Linked DNA regions of Mus musculus: region 2 is linked to region 1. A link is a contact called in public Hi-C data. All regions are on one chromosome and are shown on one strand. The core of a region is the stretch at or near the end of the contact, and the rest is flanking DNA. Distances in the headings are between cores, read along the strand shown.

What was found. A called contact is a pair of places that touch in the nucleus more often than the background predicts.
Region 2: a Hi-C map of the N1E-115 cell line shows a contact between it and region 1, with 3 times the contacts expected there. The contact joins two enhancer-like sites. A contact is called at or near these places in 4 of 484 Hi-C or Micro-C datasets (the N1E-115 cell line, Th1 cells, embryonic fibroblasts and 1 more).

The regions. Positions count from the first base shown.
Region 1 is chr9:23,062,347-23,065,538 of GRCm38.p6, forward strand. All of the region lies in intron 7 of Gm36743 (a long non-coding RNA gene), which reads left to right. Among named protein-coding and RNA genes, the nearest start is that of Gm36743, 68 kb to the left of the region's middle. Within about 2 kb of position 1,940, at least 19 of the 459 cell types and tissues checked have an H3K27ac peak or open chromatin away from gene starts, as enhancers often do. A contact at or near this core is called in the N1E-115 cell line, where this site is marked.
Region 2 is chr9:23,132,955-23,135,864 of GRCm38.p6, forward strand. The region is part of intron 7 of Gm36743 (a long non-coding RNA gene); the gene reads left to right. Among named protein-coding and RNA genes, the nearest start is that of Bmper, 89 kb to the right of the region's middle. Within about 2 kb of position 1,482, at least 14 of the 459 cell types and tissues checked have an H3K27ac peak or open chromatin away from gene starts, as enhancers often do. A contact at or near this core is called in the N1E-115 cell line, where this site is marked.

The DNA.
Region 1 (3,192 bases), core at 690-3,189:
TTCCCATCACCTAAATGTGAACAGCAAAATGGGAAGCCATTTTCCATGGCTTCCCAAACAATAATAACGATAACAACAGTCTGAGACTTTTCTGCCAGATACCTTCAGATGGCATGGCGTTATAATGGCCGTAACTACTATAATAGGCCTGTTTTACAGATGGCAGCCGAGCCAGATCAAACCCTTCATTAGTCCTTCTAAAAACTGTCATATACTTTCTCTTCTTTATGGTTCAAAACACAAAAGGCCCTTTGTGCCTTTAGAGACTGCTGCAATTTCAAATAAAAGGAGAAGCACATTAGCTGCTATTATGCATGGGCCGTATCATCAGCATAAAAATGAATTTGTAATATTTTGCCACATGTGATGTATTATTGCTGGGCTATGTAAACAATACTGGGTCTGAAATTGAGCCTCAGGGACTCCCTTTACAACTGACAAATTGAGAAACAAGGCCATCAACTCTCACACATTGCATCCGCTGAGTTAAATAACTCAGCCAAGATCCATTTCCAGCGCAGTCTGAGATAATCTCTGTCCTGTAATAATAAATCATAGTCGAGGGCATTGGGTGCCCCAGGCAGATCTATAAACCTGTAAACACTGCTATGCTACACAGTTCTGATCTTTCACAAAAGCTCGAGCCAAGTCATTCATGGGTTTAATCTCAGCACTGGTCAGGATTACATTCATGGCTCCTGACTGCCCAGCCCAAACAGCCGTGTTGCTGTTTGGAAGGAGATCAAGGTTGCAGACTCCTCTTTTTGTTGATTCTTCAATTTTCTAAGCTGGTGGATTCAGTGAGGGCTGATATCTGCCCTGGGATCAGGCCGCTGGTGGGAGGGAGCAAGCTGGGGGCAGTGCTATTTGTCCCCAAGGAAGGAAATGGAGCCAGATGGCATGGTAAGCTGAGTTGCTGAGCAAAAGATCCATTGTCACCAGACCACAAGTGAAGGTTTTGGCAAGAAATAGCCTGGAAATGGTGAAGCTGCATGGGTCTTTGTGTCTTCACTTTGCTTTGGTGACATGCACACACTCCTTGGGGTTTAGTTGTTGGATAGGTGGCACATTCACCCACACAAGGTTGATGCTTATACCAATTCTGCTTAACTTACCAAGGGATTGCATCCTGATAAGTCAATCATGAACTGAGAAGACAGTGAGAGGAGAAGACATTTATTCCACCTAACCTGTGGGGCATTTGTATGTGACTGAATTGTTGTTCAAATTGACTGGTAGACACTTCTTTGTCTATATTTAATTCTTCAACCTACCCAAATGGTCATAACTAGTTCAGCATTTCTTAAGGTTTTGCTTAGCTGAGGATTCTAGTATACACAGCTGAAGGCCAGAAACTGGGGAGGTGGATTGATAGAAGAGACCAAGGAGAGAATTTGAAGCTCTGTGTGAGATACACAACTCCTTGTATGGTTAATGCTGGATAAAGAAAGAATTAGCGTTTGTTAAACACATACTAAATTTCAGTCATCACACTGTCTGCCTAGGACTTGCTATTTTGTTTATTATCCACAGTAATCTTGTTGGATGTTACAACCCTTTCTTAAACAGAGAGCAAACCAAGACAGAGAGAGGTTATGCGACTTGCTCAAATAAACTCACACAGCCAACTGAGTGCCAGAGCTGAGGTTGGAAGTCCTGTAAGTGTGAGCCCGTGAGTTTTCTCCAGTGTCTCACTACCTCCAACAGCGCTGTGTTAAATGAATAGATCACCTTTGTTTTAAAGCTGGAGAGATAAATAGGATTTGTGCCAAATTCAGCTGATTAGTAGTATGCCTGGAATTCTATGTTGAGAAAGATTCTTATTGGGCAAGATTTCCAGCTGATTAATGATGTCTGCCATGTGTACTGCTGGGGAGGATGGTAGAACACTCTTATTGGCCAAGATTCTCTGGTTGATTAATGATGTCTGCCAGATGCTTTGCTGGGGAGGAAGGGCAGAACAGGGGCTCTTCATTTGCTGGCTCCTCTTCAGGTCCCTAGGAGACACAGGGTTTCTCCAAGCAGAACTGTGCCTGGGTGAACCTTATGCTGAGCAGCGATGTGGACCAGCATCTGACCCCATGGCCATGACTTGGTAGCAGAGTTTTATTCATATTCTGTTGGGAAGAGAGCCATGGAAAAAATGTCTTCAAGTTGCCATGTTAGAAACTAGAAAGTGACCAGCCAGCACATTCAGTGTTCATATTCTCAGCTAACAAGCACACGGCAAGGCACTTTGCTCTTAAATATGCTATTTAGAGAAAAGTTATTTTCTCTTTTCCTTGCTGGTAAAATGAGAAGCCAGGGAAGCCTGAGGGTTCCAGCTTGTGTCTCGACTCTGTGATAGCGTGGTTGCTCATGGCTGAAACATCCCATTTCAAATGCTAACATGTACACGAGCAATTCCAGGGCGGTAGCACTCGGTGTGAATGAAAAACAAGACCACTTTTAGTTTAAAGAAAATCAAAAGCTTCATATGGTCATTGGCAGTAGTAGAAGAGATTAGAACTCATGACGTTAATCAATTTTAACAGTTAGAATATACTTCCTTCCAGATACAAATGTTAAGACATCAATTAAAAACAAGTATGTTTTCAGACTACTCTAAGACTCAGTTTTAGTTTCATTTCCAGTTGTCCTGAAACACAGCAGAGCAGATGTGTCTGTAAGAGTTCAGCTGCTGAGACCAAATGTTGTGTAAAGCCTTAGAGACAAATTCAGTTCCAGTATAGACTGGAGTTTGCTCCACTGAGGATCAGTGTAGGCGCTGACCCTTGTTTTCTCCGCATGCTTCCCACTGTCTGCTGAGCACTTCAATTCAAGGACCAATGGCCTACAACACCTTAGAAATCAAAACTTAAAGAAAAAAAAAAATCAAAACTCAAGGGTTCAGTTGCAAAGCATGCTGGTTTTTTGCTTGCTTCCACTAACACAAGTAAGATTTTTTTCCCCCTTGTTACAGTAAGTTTAGAAGTGAAGGTATTGTGGCAGAAACAATTCTCATACATTATTTGTACATAAACGAACCCCAGAAATCACCCAATCCCATCCACTTCCAAATTTTATCCTTGTCCAATTCACTTCCAGAGGAGTTGTCTCAGATCATTGTTAGATCACGCAAACATTCTGACAATATTGGAAGAACGACTGAGCAGAGCAGCGCTTGATAGATACACGGATAGGTTTCCGTGT
Region 2 (2,910 bases), core at 232-2,731, 70 kb after region 1:
GAATACTGATTGGAAGGGTGGTAGATATAAGAACACAATAAAGTAGCAAACAAACTAGCACCTACATAGGCATGTTTGCCCCTGTTCCCTTCTAAGAATTAGTCCCTAAACATCTTCATACTCTCAGGTTATCATAGCTTCTTCCAATGAGCATTGCCAGGTGATACATGCTCTTGTCTCCTAAATCTTAGCTGGTGCTATGCCACGGGTCTAGGTGATATCCTCTCTCCTCTCCCAAAACTTAAGTGGCACTGTGCCATTGGTCTGTCCTCACTTGAAGGAAACATCAAGGCTTTAGTATACACCCATCAGTGATTTTCAACTAACTTTTATCTCTGCAGCCAGACCATAAGTTCCATGGAGGCAAGAGATTTGTCTTTCATTTTTCAGTCCCCCCCATGTACATTCAATTTCTGCCTGATCCTAGATGCTGAAGCAAGTGCCCTTAATATCGTGGACAGTTTCAACTGTCAGAAGCCTTAAAGAAACTGTGTGAATGGAAGCAATTACAGTCATCCTGAAGAAGACATGAGCTGTCTCAGATGGATAAAATATTATTTTAGACTTGTTTTATTATTGTGTATGTGTGTGTGCTGTGCACATGAGTGCAGGGAACTGAACTCAGGTGATCTGTAAGAACAGTGTCTTAGTTATTTTCCTGTCAGTGTGGAGACATCATGACCAAAGTAACATACAGAAGAAAGCATTTAAGGGGGCCTTAGACTTTCAGAGAGTGAGTCCATGACCATCATGGAGGTGAGAATGGTGGCTTGCTGGCAGACATAGCCCTGAAGAAGTAGTTGAGGACTTAGATAATGACCCATAAAGACCAGACAGATAGAACTAAGTGAGAATGACTTGGGCTTCTGAGACCTCAAAGTCCACCACCAATGACACACTTCTTCCAACATGGCCACACCTCCTCCAACAAGGACCACCCCTAAAACAAGGACACACCTTCCAATACTTCCCAAACTGATTTTTACCAACTGTGAACCAAACATTCAAATATTTGAGCCTATGTGGCCATTCTCATTCACACTACCACTAATACTATGTATTCTTATCTGTGGAGCCATCTTAGTTCTGTTAGTGAAATTCTCTAAATGGATCCACATCTCAGATAAGTGTTGAAACAGATGTCCCTATGGGTTAGCTGGGAAGAATCTGTACTGAATATTTCACATATTCACCTCTTAGCCAGGCTTAGGGCACCATGTGAAGCTCTCTGTATCCAATTCACTGGCACCGTCCCGTCCCTTTCCTTGCTGATGAGCCAACCCACTGAGCATTTTTGAAGCCTTTGATGCCTGTCATTTGAGTCAGGTCTACCCAGTTAGTCTTTTTTGTTGGTCTCTTGTTTCTGATGGTTTGAGTTTGTGATCCAAAGACTTGGGGGTAAATGTTTAATCAGCTCTGTTTATTCTACCCATTCCAACACTAATATTCAGAGAGTGTGGGTGGGAAGCTCAAAGAATATCAGATTCAGTCGGGGAAGGATGCTGAGTGGGGATGGAGAAGAGGCACGAGAGTCTGAACAGGCAAGGCATCTTTAGCAAACAGCATCTGAAGGGTGTCTGCAACTTCTCAGCGGCTGGAGCTCAGGTGTCCCTGAATGAAGGTGTACATTGCTGCGCAGCACACTTCTGCCTTCCTGTGCTGGCTCCAGCCAGCTTAGCATGGACAGAATCTATGATCCCCAGGGCAGGCCTGCAGAGCGGCTTGTCTCTTTAAGAGGTTATTATTTCTGCAAAGTTCTAATGTTCATTGCGTATGCTTTGCCCTGTGAATGCTTGTTAATGCAGTTTCATTGTTGCCTAGGGAAAATGAACCCCAGCGACCCACTGTAATAACTGCTTTCATGTGGGGCCCCGGCCTCTGGGTCTGGGTAGTGTCCTTTACAAATGAGCAAAAGTGGCCACAGTTATATTAGGCGACGTTGCCAGAGGTCTATGATAAAATCTGCAGTCACTGCCAGGGACAGTGTGAACCCTGTCAGTCTGAGGATTAACTTTTCTGTAGTAACAGCTAAGCCGCCCCCCAACCCCATTTTAAGGTCTCACAGCACAGCGTGCCAGACACTGTGTGCTGATGGTGAGAACTGGGGTGGGGGAAAGGCTCTCCTATGCATGACTTCCATTAGTTTAATGATTAATATCAAATATGTATATTACATTCTAGTTTACCAAAGAGGAATTTTTAGGTGTCATACCCAAAATTACAGGGGTGGCAATGCTCTACTCCAAAGGTACCTGCTGTGGCTGCCTTAAAGGCAGTGTTAAGAGTGTTAAGACCAGGTTGTAAACTTAAGGGTGGGGATCATTCATCCATTGGTTTGCAGGAGAGAAGGCCCTTTCCCTTGTTATCTATGTTGGATACTTAGTGCCCAGCATAGTGGCATTGCGAAGTACTGGGATCTAGTGGCTGCTGGTCCCAGACAGAGGGCTGCTAGGGGACATTAGGAAGTGACATTAGGAAGTACTGGGATCTAGTGGCTGCTGGTCCCAGACAGAGGGCTGCTAGGGGCATCCTATCTTCCTATTTGATCACTTCCCTGCCAGTTTCTACACTGTGATGTTACTCACAGTGGGGCACTCCATAAAATCCAGTCATATGTGCCCCTGATTCTTAGACTTTCAGCCCCTAAACAATGAGGCAAACAGGCCTCCTCTTGTTAGAAAACACCCATCTGCCGTGACAATTTTGGAAATTTAGGTTTCTTTTAAAAAACACAGAGATATTTTAAGTTTTCATTTTAATCGCAGGTGTAGGATGTGGGGCTGCTTCAGATCATCCACAGCAGTTGACTGTGATTTGCCTCGTGCTCTAGCAGGGGTGGAGTTTCTGTGATGGTGTGATGGTTAGAATTCTGGGGATTTTTCAGAGGATATGTAAATGTTAGTGCTCCAA